Linked DNA regions of Cricetulus griseus: region 2 is linked to region 1. Evidence: chromatin contacts called from public Hi-C data. All regions are on one chromosome and are shown on one strand. Each heading gives the region's core, a stretch centred on a gene start, on an enhancer-like site or on the middle of the called end of the contact. The rest is flanking DNA. Distances are from core to core; before and after follow the strand shown. Region 1 holds the start of Ap1s1 (AP-1 complex subunit sigma-1A). Region 2 overlaps Trim56 (E3 ubiquitin-protein ligase TRIM56).

What was found. Hi-C and Micro-C count contacts between places; a contact is called where the count stands out from the background.
Region 2: a contact with region 1 is called in a Hi-C map of fibroblasts, with 2.8 times the contacts expected there. The contact joins the enhancer-like site here to the promoter of Ap1s1 in region 1. A contact is called at or near these places in 3 of 8 Hi-C or Micro-C datasets (the CHK-Q cell line, the CHO-K1 cell line and fibroblasts).

What each region holds. Positions count from the first base shown.
Region 1 is chr4:115,987,071-115,992,144 of CriGri-PICRH-1.0, forward strand. Ap1s1 (AP-1 complex subunit sigma-1A) reads right to left here and starts at 3,155. Exons shown (of 5, transcript XM_027416219.2): 1 at 3,028-3,155; 2 at 469-647. The coding sequence starts at 3,030.
Region 2 is chr4:116,045,898-116,050,693 of CriGri-PICRH-1.0, forward strand. All of the region lies in intron 3 of Trim56 (E3 ubiquitin-protein ligase TRIM56), which reads right to left. Among named protein-coding and RNA genes, the nearest start is that of Trim56, 14 kb to the right of the region's middle. Within about 2 kb of position 3,279, at least 3 of the 6 cell types and tissues checked have open chromatin away from gene starts, as enhancers often do. A contact at or near this core is called in the CHO-K1 cell line and fibroblasts, where this site is marked.

The sequences.
Region 1 (5,074 bases), core at 1,905-4,404:
AAAGACTAACATTTTTCCTGTGAGCATGTGTCAGAAACACAGCAGATTCATTTCCTCTCCTTCTTGCACTCAGACTCGCCTTGCTGGACTTAGCATAAATTCAAGCCAGTTTACATGCTCAGAGCAGAAGGGACTAGAAAGCAGTACGTGTGGGCGTGTGGGCATGTGTACTGGGAAAAGTGGGGTGAGGCCTCAGTATGGCCAATGAGACTGGGAGGGACCTGGACATGGGTGGGAGAACCTTCAGGAGATGTGCAAGAGGCCGTGTCAGAAAACCAAGTAGGAAACAATAATTTAGATGAACCTAGAAAGAGGAAGAAGGCATTCAGGACCACCCTGTAGATTCCTCGGCTCCTTGGAGCTCTCCCCGACTTCAGAGAGACAGAGTTATTTCTCAGTCGTTTTAACCCAGTGTGAACTCCAGAGCAATTCATGTACACTGAAAACAATAAATGGATGGAGTGTCACCTTTTATAGACAACTTTGAGGTCCCTCCACTCCAGGAAGCTGCACATCTTGGGCTTTCGAGCCAGCACAACCTGCATGAGCTCCCGGACCATTTTCTTCCTCTCCTTGTCCGAGGTGGCCAGGTACCATTTTTGCAGCCGAAGTTTCCCCTGCCGGCTGAACAGTAGCATGAATCGCATCTGGAAGGGAGGAAGGACCAGAGCTGAGGGGCAGAGAATGGGTTTGGAGCCTCTTTCCTTGCATGAGCGCAAAGCCCCAGACTCAGCGGTATTCACCACTACCTTCTTCAAAACTTCTGTCCCAGCTGGGTAGAGAAGAAGAATGTTCTTCCTGAGGGAAAGTCAAGCCTGCTGTGTGGGTTCCAATCCTGGCCCTAGTAGCTGAATACAACCTCAGGCAAATTAATTTATACTGGGCCAGCAAGATAGCTAAATTGGTGCTTGCTATTAAGCCTGAGTTCAATACCCATGACCCAAATTACAGAAGAGAACTGACTCCCACGAGCTGTCCTTTAACCTCTACACTCTTGCCATGGCAAGCACACATCCACACAAATAATAAGCACAAAAACATTTTATTACGTGTGTGTGTGTGTGTGTGTGTGTGTGTGTGTGTGTGTGTGTGTGTGTAGTTCAGAGGATAGCTTTTGGGAACTGGATCTCTGCTTCTACAATGTGAGCTCCAGGAATCAAATTTAGATACCCAAGCCTTGGCAGCAAGTGCCTTTGTCTGCTGATCTATCTTACTGGCTTTGTAAAAAAAAAAAAAAAAAAGTCTTTGAACCTCAGTTTCTTTACTCGAAAGACAGAAACCATAAAATTACCTTCCTTATAGAATTCTTTTAAGATTTGCTTTTCTTATTTTTTAAAGATTTATTTTACTTTATGTGTATGAAATACTCAATACTCACATGCATACATGTATGTGTCACACACATGCCTGTTGATACCCCAGAACCAGGGTTATAGATGGTTATAAGTCACCATGTGGGTGACAGGAACCAAACCCAGGTCCTCAGCAAGAGCAACACATGCTCTTAAGCACTGAGCCCTCTCTCTAGCCCACTACTATTTTTAGTTATGTGTAAGTTTATGTTGTGTGTCTATATACTGGGTATGTGCAGATGAGTGCAGGTGCCCATGCAGGCCAGAGGCATCAGATCAGGAGCTACAGAAGGTTGTGAGCTGCCTGATATACGTGTTGGGAACTGAACTGGTTCTTCTGGAAGAGCAGCAAGTACTCTCAATGACTTAGGCATCTTTCCTGCATTAAGGAATTCTTTTTTTTTCTTTGCTTTTTTTTTGGTTTTTCGAGACAGAGTTTCTCTGTGTAGCTTTGGAGCCTATCCTGGCACTCGCTCTGGAGACCAGGCTGGCCTCGAACTCACAGAGATCCGCCTGCCTCTGCCTCCATAGTGCTAGGATTAAAGGTGTGTGCCACCAACGCCCAGCTATTTAAAATTTTTAAGGACAGTTCTCTCCTTCCACTGTGAGGACTCCAGGGATTGAATTCAGGTTGTCAAGTACCTTTAGAAGCTGAGCCATCTCTCTGGCCCTCTTCTCTTTCTTTCTTTCTTTTTTTTTTTTTTTTGAGACAGGGCTTCATGTAGCTCAGGCTGACCTATATTTCATATGTAGCCAAGGCTGCCCTTGATTTTCTGATCCTCCTGAGTGCCTGGGTTACGGGTCCCAGACACCAGATCACGAAGTCCCTCACAGAGAGTCCAGTGACCCCGATGGCTCTCCTAGGGAATGTCTGTGGAATGAGAGTCCTCATTGCTTCCTGGATCTAGTTTCTTCCCAGTTGCAGGGGGCTCTTGCTTCCAAAACCTGAACTCAATTCCCAGCAAACAGATCTGTGAACACGGCCAGGGCTGGAATCTCTGGGTGTGTGCGGCAATTCAGCTTCCAGGCCATCAATTAAAAGGAACAAAGACCCCCAGAAAGCAGGGGCGGTGGCTGGTGGGGGCCAGGGGATGTGAAGAACTGAGGGAGCCGAGTGCGGGCAGGAAGACGGAAGGCCTGGGCTGGGGAAGGAAACTGGACCGCGGTGGTGGGAAGGTGGGAACGGCAGAGTCGGCGCGTCCTCCAGAGCCCAGGCTCCCCGACTACGGAGTCGGGGGTCAGCTGTGGAGACCCGGAAACCGCCCCTGCCTCCCTCCCGCCTCCCTCCTGCCGCACCGTGCGCTCAGGCGCGGGCCTCCCGGAGGGGGCTCGGCCACCGCGACCCCCGGGGATCCCGGGGCCCCTCTCCGCGGGTGGCTCCCCCGCCACGGCGCCCGGGGCGTCTCCAGGACAGGACCCCGTGTCCCGAACGCTGACCCTGCTCGGGACAGTCCCGCCACCCTGCAGCCCAACCAACGAGACTCCTCCCCGCCCCTGTCCCGAGTGCCATTTCCAGCTCCCGAGGTCGGCTCGCCCAGCCGCTCCGGGAAGTGGATCCTCAGCGGACCACAGGGAAGACAGGGCGACTCCCACCAAACGCTGCCCCCTCCGGACCCCCGCAGGTACAGCCCACGCCCCTCGGGTCCCCCGTCCCCTCCCTCTCAGCACTGCCTACCATCCTGCAGCCTCCGGCCCGGCACGTCCCTCTCCGGCCACCGTAGGAGCCCGCTCCGCGGCCCGTCGGATTCTTTTCTTTTCCCTCCCTCTCCGCCTGAAGCCCCGCCCCCCGGCCTCGCCGGCTCCCCCGCGCGGCCGCATTGCGCAGGCGCCAGCGCTGCCGCGCTCTCCCCCTCCCGGTCCCACCCAGAGGCGGGAGGGGCTGAAGGCGGAGAAGCGGAAACCATGGCAACCAGGTCCTTGACTTCAGCTTTGCAGAAGCTCGGTTGTCATGGTAACAAGGCTGTCCTGGTGGGCTGATTGGAGGATGGGAAGGGCGGAGGTAGGGGACAACGAGGGCCTTGAGCTCTGGAGCATTTGTAGGGGGGGAAAGGCGGGAAAAGGGTGAGAGGTGGATGCTCGATCTTTAGAGTTTATGAAGAAGCAAGGATGATTCCGGGAGCTGAACACGGTGTGCAGAAAAGGAGGAAAACATCACTCAAAGCGGGGTGGTGCGGGAACAGAGTTCAAGATCAGCTCAGGGCTACACAACAATATTCTGTCCCCAAACAAGCAAGGCAGGCGCGGTGGTGTACACCTGTGATTCCAACGCTTTGAAGGCAGACAGACAGGAGCAAATTGTAGCTCAAGTTCAGCCTCAGCTAAGTGGCGTGCTCGAGAGAGCCTATCTTAAGCAAAGTGACACAAAACAGTGCCGGTGTGATGGCTCCAATCATAGAGATGCCCCCCCCCCCATAGAAGGTGAAAGGGAATGACTGACCCTGCAAGCTGTCCTGACATCCACACAGTCAAGTACCCTGGTTTGTACATGCTCCCACGCAACACAAAATACATATATGAAATGTAACCTTAAAAATTTTAAATACCCGGGCGTTGGTGGCACATGCCTTTAATCCCAGCACTCGGGAAGCAGAGGCATCAAGGCCAGCCTGGTCTCCAGAGCGAGTTCCAGGACATCCATGGATACACAGAGAAACCCTGTTTCGAGAAACAAAACAAAACCAAAAAAGTAAAACAGTATAGAGCTTTAGTGTTGAGAACTTATTAGATGCAAGTGTCTTTTTTTGTTTATATATAATACATATATATATAGTGTGTGTGTGTGTGTGTGTGTGTGTGTGTAACTGGATGTGAGGGTATACACCTGTAATACTGTAGTTTGGAAAGCAGATGTAGACAGATCAGAATCAGAGTTCAAAGTTATCCTTGGCTACATAACAAGTTCACATTCTGGGCTGAGGCACTGTGTCAAAACAAAAAACAAAACCCCAAACAACAAAACAGCCAAACAAACAATAAAATCACACACACACAAACAAATAAACCAGATTAGCCCGGCATACTTTTGTGTGCCTATAATTTGATCCCTGGGGAACCAGAGGCAAGAGGATTAGTCAAGAGAGTTCACAGCCAGCCTGAGTTATGTAAAGAGAGAGGGTGTCTTAATAAATAAATAAATAAATAAATAAATAAATAAATGTAAACAGCAACAACAAGCCCCCAAAGCAAAACAAAATAAAAAACACAGGTCAAAATTAAAATGCAACAGATGTAAACTACACCTAAATGTGAACTTGGAAAGAATATAAATTGTAGCAAGAGCTTTTAGGGCTTTCTCCCTCTCCATTTCCCTCACTCTCCTTTTCTTCATCACTCACATTTGTTTAGGTTGAAGGTTTAAAACCATGGTCACCCTTTATCCTCCAGAGATTGCATCCCAAGTCTACCAGGTGACTCCTGAAGCCCCAGACTGTGTGAAAACATGTACTGAAGTTTTCCTATACCTATAATAAAGTTTAATTTATAGATTATGCACAGAATGAACCTAAGGACCAGAACTAATAATAGGAGATTAGCGGCTCCTAATGGCTTAGCAGTTAAAAGCAGGTACAGCACTTGGAGGGGACCTAGTTCAGTTCCCAGCATCCCCATTGGGTGACTCACAAGTGCCTGTAATCCTAGCTCCAGGGATCCACCCCCTCTCTGGCTGTCGGGGGCCTCTGCACATCTGTAGGCATGTGCCCATACATGTACGCACATGGACA
Region 2 (4,796 bases), core at 2,029-4,528, 59 kb after region 1:
TAGTTAGTTGCATGACTTTGTGTTGTAGACATAAACATCTATTCATCTCAGATAGACAGAGTCCCAACAAACCAAATAAAGGGTTCTCTCCTAGTCCAACCTGGTGAACCAGTGCATTTACTGGGGTAACTGTCAGGGGCATGGGGTGACTCACGGGTGGCTACATCCCTGGAAAGTCCCCTAAATGACTTACAGACAGCTACAGCATGAAAATGTTCCACCCCAGTCTATTGTCTACCATGTTTAGAGTGGGGAGTGGATTGTCCAGGCAGGGAGGGGCCTTATGAAGGTCCTCATGTCCTGATCTTATGAGGTCATCATAACACCTCAGCTTTATTATGGTGGAGGTCATGTTACACAGGTCAAGGCCTCTGCAGAGATGAGGCAGCCAGAGGGCATGGGTTTGTATTCAGACTGGCCCAAGGCATGTGAGCCTTAAGCCCCAGAACTAGGGCAAGGTGCAAGCACACTCTCCAAAGTGTACCCCTAACCCTGATCCCTGCCCTGGACAGACTGCACAAGTGCAGCCCAAGTGTAGGGAAGGAGAACTCACCCCCAAAAGAATTTTCTGTGGGTTTCCTGCTTGGGGAGCTGAACTTCAGCACTGGAAAAGCACTGCTGACTATAAAACACCAGGGAGCCAGGAGGAAGGGTGTAATGCAGAGGGCCTCTTGCATGGTGAAGTGTTTGCCTGGCTTAGAGCCCCAGAACCTATATAAAAAGCCAGACATGGGTGGGACACACTTGCAATCCCAACCCTGGGAGGGCAGACACAAGAGAATCCCTGGGCCTGGTTGACCAGCCAGCTCAGTTGGTGAGCTCCAGGCCAATGGGAGATCTTGTCTCAAAGGAAGACTGGTGCTCCTGAGGACAACTTCCAAGGATGTCCTCTGACTTCCACATGCACACATACACACATGGGAATGCTTAAACACACTTTCATCCATCCATACATGGGCATGCACAGACACGTGTTCTAAAACAGCAAAATGGATCTGGAAAGATGGCTTAGCTGTTAAGAGGACACACTTCTCTTACAGAGGACCAGAGTTCAGTTCCCAGCGCTTACATGGCTTACATTGGGTGACTCACACCAGGTGACTGTAACTCCAGCCTCAGGGAATTCAGTGCTCTCTTCTGGCTGCCAGGAACACTGAACATGCAGATACCTCTCCTCTCCAACACACACAGATAGGATCATTTAAAAAAGAATAAATCTTAAAACAAAGCCAGAAAACACCACCACCACATAAGCTTCAAGACACTTCTGCAGGCAGAGGGCAGAGAGCAACCTGAAGTTTCAGGCTAGCTTGAAGGCAGATCTCATCATCTGCCAACCCCCCCCCAGATCCATCAACTCCATTCCTCCCCAGATGAAGTGAATCTGCATATTTGAGCAGAGATATATGGAGGGAGCTGGAATGGTGACCCATGAGAAATTGGAAACACACACAAACACACATGCACACATGCACGAAAACTCGAGCACTCACACACACACTCACACACACAGGGTGGGGGGGAGCGGCCAGGTCAGACATGGGGTATGGCTTTGTTTCTTGGGAAGATCTCGGGAGTAGCTTTCCCTTGTTTGGGTGTGGTAACAGTTGGCATCAGTAGGCCTCGGAGGGCTCTGGTCTCTGCCTGGCTCCTGGTGATTTGCTGTGCGTTACATAATTCTGTACTCTCACGTTTCTCAGCATGGAAATAGGCATGGCAGTAAGGCCAGCTTTGTAGAACCAAGAAGGAGAGAATTTAGCTAACACTCACAGTGGGTTAAAAAGGGCCTGGCTTAGACTTGGTGCTCCTAAGTACCATTCTCCATACGTGGGAAGCTGAGGCAGGAGGATTGTAGAAACTTTGAAGCTAGTCTGAGGTACAGAATGAGACTCTGCCTCAGGAAACAACAACCAATCCAAAACTAAACCAAACCAAACCAAAAAACCCAACCACCCCACAAAACAATACAAAACAAACTCAGGCAGGGCTGGGGCTGTATCTCAGTTGGTTCTGTGTTTGCCTGGCATGGTCCCCAGCACCACATCAACTGTCTATGGTGGTACACCCCCATAATCCCAACAACTGGGAGGCAGAAGCAGGAAGACCGAAGTTCAAGGTCATCCCCATCTACACAGTGAGTTTGAAGCCAGCCTGAGCTATCTGAAACTGTTTAAAAAATAAGTCAAGCACTCAGGAGAAAGCTCTCCTGGGTGAGCTTGCCATCTCTTCTCCCCAGACTTGAGTGTCCTCACTGTTACTCATGCTTACCTCCGAAGGAAAAGGGAACCCTGTGTTCAGCCCCAGGACCTCACCCTAACTACAGAGTTGCCAGTAACTCATCAGGTCGGGTTCAGGTTGGACAAAAGCAGCTAGGTTTGCCACAAACTCCTGATGTGTTTTCTCAGCCTGCAGATTCCTACAGAGTAACAGCCCGTGGCTGAGTCAGAGTCCTTATCCTGCTATGCATATAACCCTGTCCATGGTAAACAGACATGGGGATGCCAGCAGGGGCCAAGATTAGAGGGAGATGGCCTGCATGTGTGACCTTCTCTTTGAATGACCACCACACCACAGCCATGGCGTCTCTCTCTCTCTCTCTGAGACTGCTATTATCCTTCTCAACCCTTTCCTCCTCCCTTTCTGTTCCTTCTCTTTTCCCTTCTATTCATGTGTGTTCTTTGTTTGAGACAGTCTTGCTATATAGCCCAGGCTGCCCCTTAAACTCCACAATCCTCCCACCTCTGCCTCCTAGGTGCTGGGATTATAGGAGTGGCCCACCGTGCCTAACTGGAGATGCTACCTCCCACCCCCAGATACTTCATTGAACCATCCTTACGACTCTGGAGAAGAGGAAACAGACACTATTACTTTTGAAAATGCATAGACGTTTTCAGAGTTGGCCCCCGGGAAAAGTCAAGCTTGATGTACTCCCTTCCCAGCTCCTTAATACAGGCAGGAAGCTAGGGTCATCTGTCTAGCATGTCCCCAGCCTGGGATGAGTCCCTCCACCCCCATCTTTCTCTGTCTCTCCTGCTGTCTCTCCTGTAATAAGGCTTTTCACCAGAGCTGTGGGTGGCAGAGGTGGCCCCTGGCACTGGTGTAGCCGAGTGCACAGCAGGATAAGCTTGCTTAGAGGGAGGAGGCTCGTGGCCACATGGCTTGCAGCACGAGCCCCTCGTGGGTCTGACCACAGAGGCAGGCACTCCGCCTTGGGGTTTGAAGCTGGGAACTGGTTGTCCTCTCTGTGGTCTTGGCTCACATGGACTGAGGCAGTCTCTTGTCGCCAGGCCCCTCAGCTTGCTGCTGAGTCACGTTCCCCCGGGTTCGCCCAGGCGCCCAGGTCCAGGCTTAGTCATCAGAGAATGAATTGCAGAATTCTTCTGTAGGCTGTCACTGCGGCAGTGAGGCCTTGTTCCTGAGCCAGGCCATCAACAGCAGCCCCTCCTAGGCTGTCATTCCTTCTCCTTGTTGGGGGTCCTGGCTGGGGAGAACAAGACCCTAGAGGGAGCCCGGAGCGGGAAATGTCTCAGAACTACCTTCCCATACCTCCATGTCAGACTTCTTCAAGGCCTCCTCTTTTGTTCACTGTATCTTCCTGGTTTGTGTGTGGGCGTTTCTGTGCACGTGTGTGCCAGTGTGAGGTAGCAGAGACCAGAGGATAGCTATGGCTGTCAGTCCTCAGGCACCATTTACCTTGGATTTTTGAGACAGGGTCTCTCATTGGCCTAGGACTCTAAAGCTAGGATTATAAGTGCATGCTACCATGTTCCCCTTTAAAAAAATTACATTATTTATTTAGAGTGTTTTGTGTGTGTGTGTGTGTGTGTGTGTGTGTGTGTGTGTGTGTGTGTGTGTGCCACTGCATATGTGTGGCAGTCAGAGGACAACTGAGAGTTACTTCTCTCCCTTCCACCCTGTCTGTGGGTTTCAGAAACTGAGCTCAGGTCATCAGACTTGGCAGCAAACATCTTCACCTGCTGAGCCATCTTGCCAGCTTAGTGTCTGGCTTTCAGGAAGGCTTAGGTCAGAAGTGCCTCCATTTGTCCTGCAGAAGCTAAGCTAAGAGGAGGCTAGATCATAGGTAGTCATCAAGTTGGTCACTTTGGTTTCTGCAATGTCCCCAAGTGACCACTAAGTAGCCATGACTGTGACTCTTTCTGCTTCTTAGGCCCTGGTGTGGAACACTCTCCATGCCTGTGAACTTATCTGCCTTGGTTTGCATCTGAAATGTCTCCCACAGGCTCATGTTTGAGATTTTGTTTATTTTCAATTATGTGTATATGTGAGTATGTGTTTGGGTATGTACACTTGCATGCAGTACCCATAGAAGCCAAAAGAGGGCATCAGACTCCCTAGAGCTAGAGTTTATGGAAGGTTCTGCACAGGTGGGTGCTGGAAACTAAATTCAGGTCCTCTGCAAGAGCAGTACCTGCTCTTAACTGCTGAGCCATCTCTCCAGCTCCAAGCTTGTGCCCTTGGCTTGTGGTACTATTCTGAAGGCTCCGGGGCCTTTAGGAGGCAGGGCCTGTCTGGTGAAGTATGTCACCAAGGGTGGGCTTTGGAAGGTAATACCCCCTCCCCCCGCCTGAGTCTGCACTACTTCCTGGTTCTCTATGATATAAGGCATCCTCCCCACATAACTCCATGGATGCCATGGTGGACATGTGATGGCCAGAGGACAGCTTGCAGGAGTCGTCCTTTCCTTCTGCCATGTGTGATCCCAGGCATCAAACTCAGGTCATTAGGCTTGCTGACAAGCAAGCACCCTTACCTGCTGAGCTATCTTGTCACTGTAT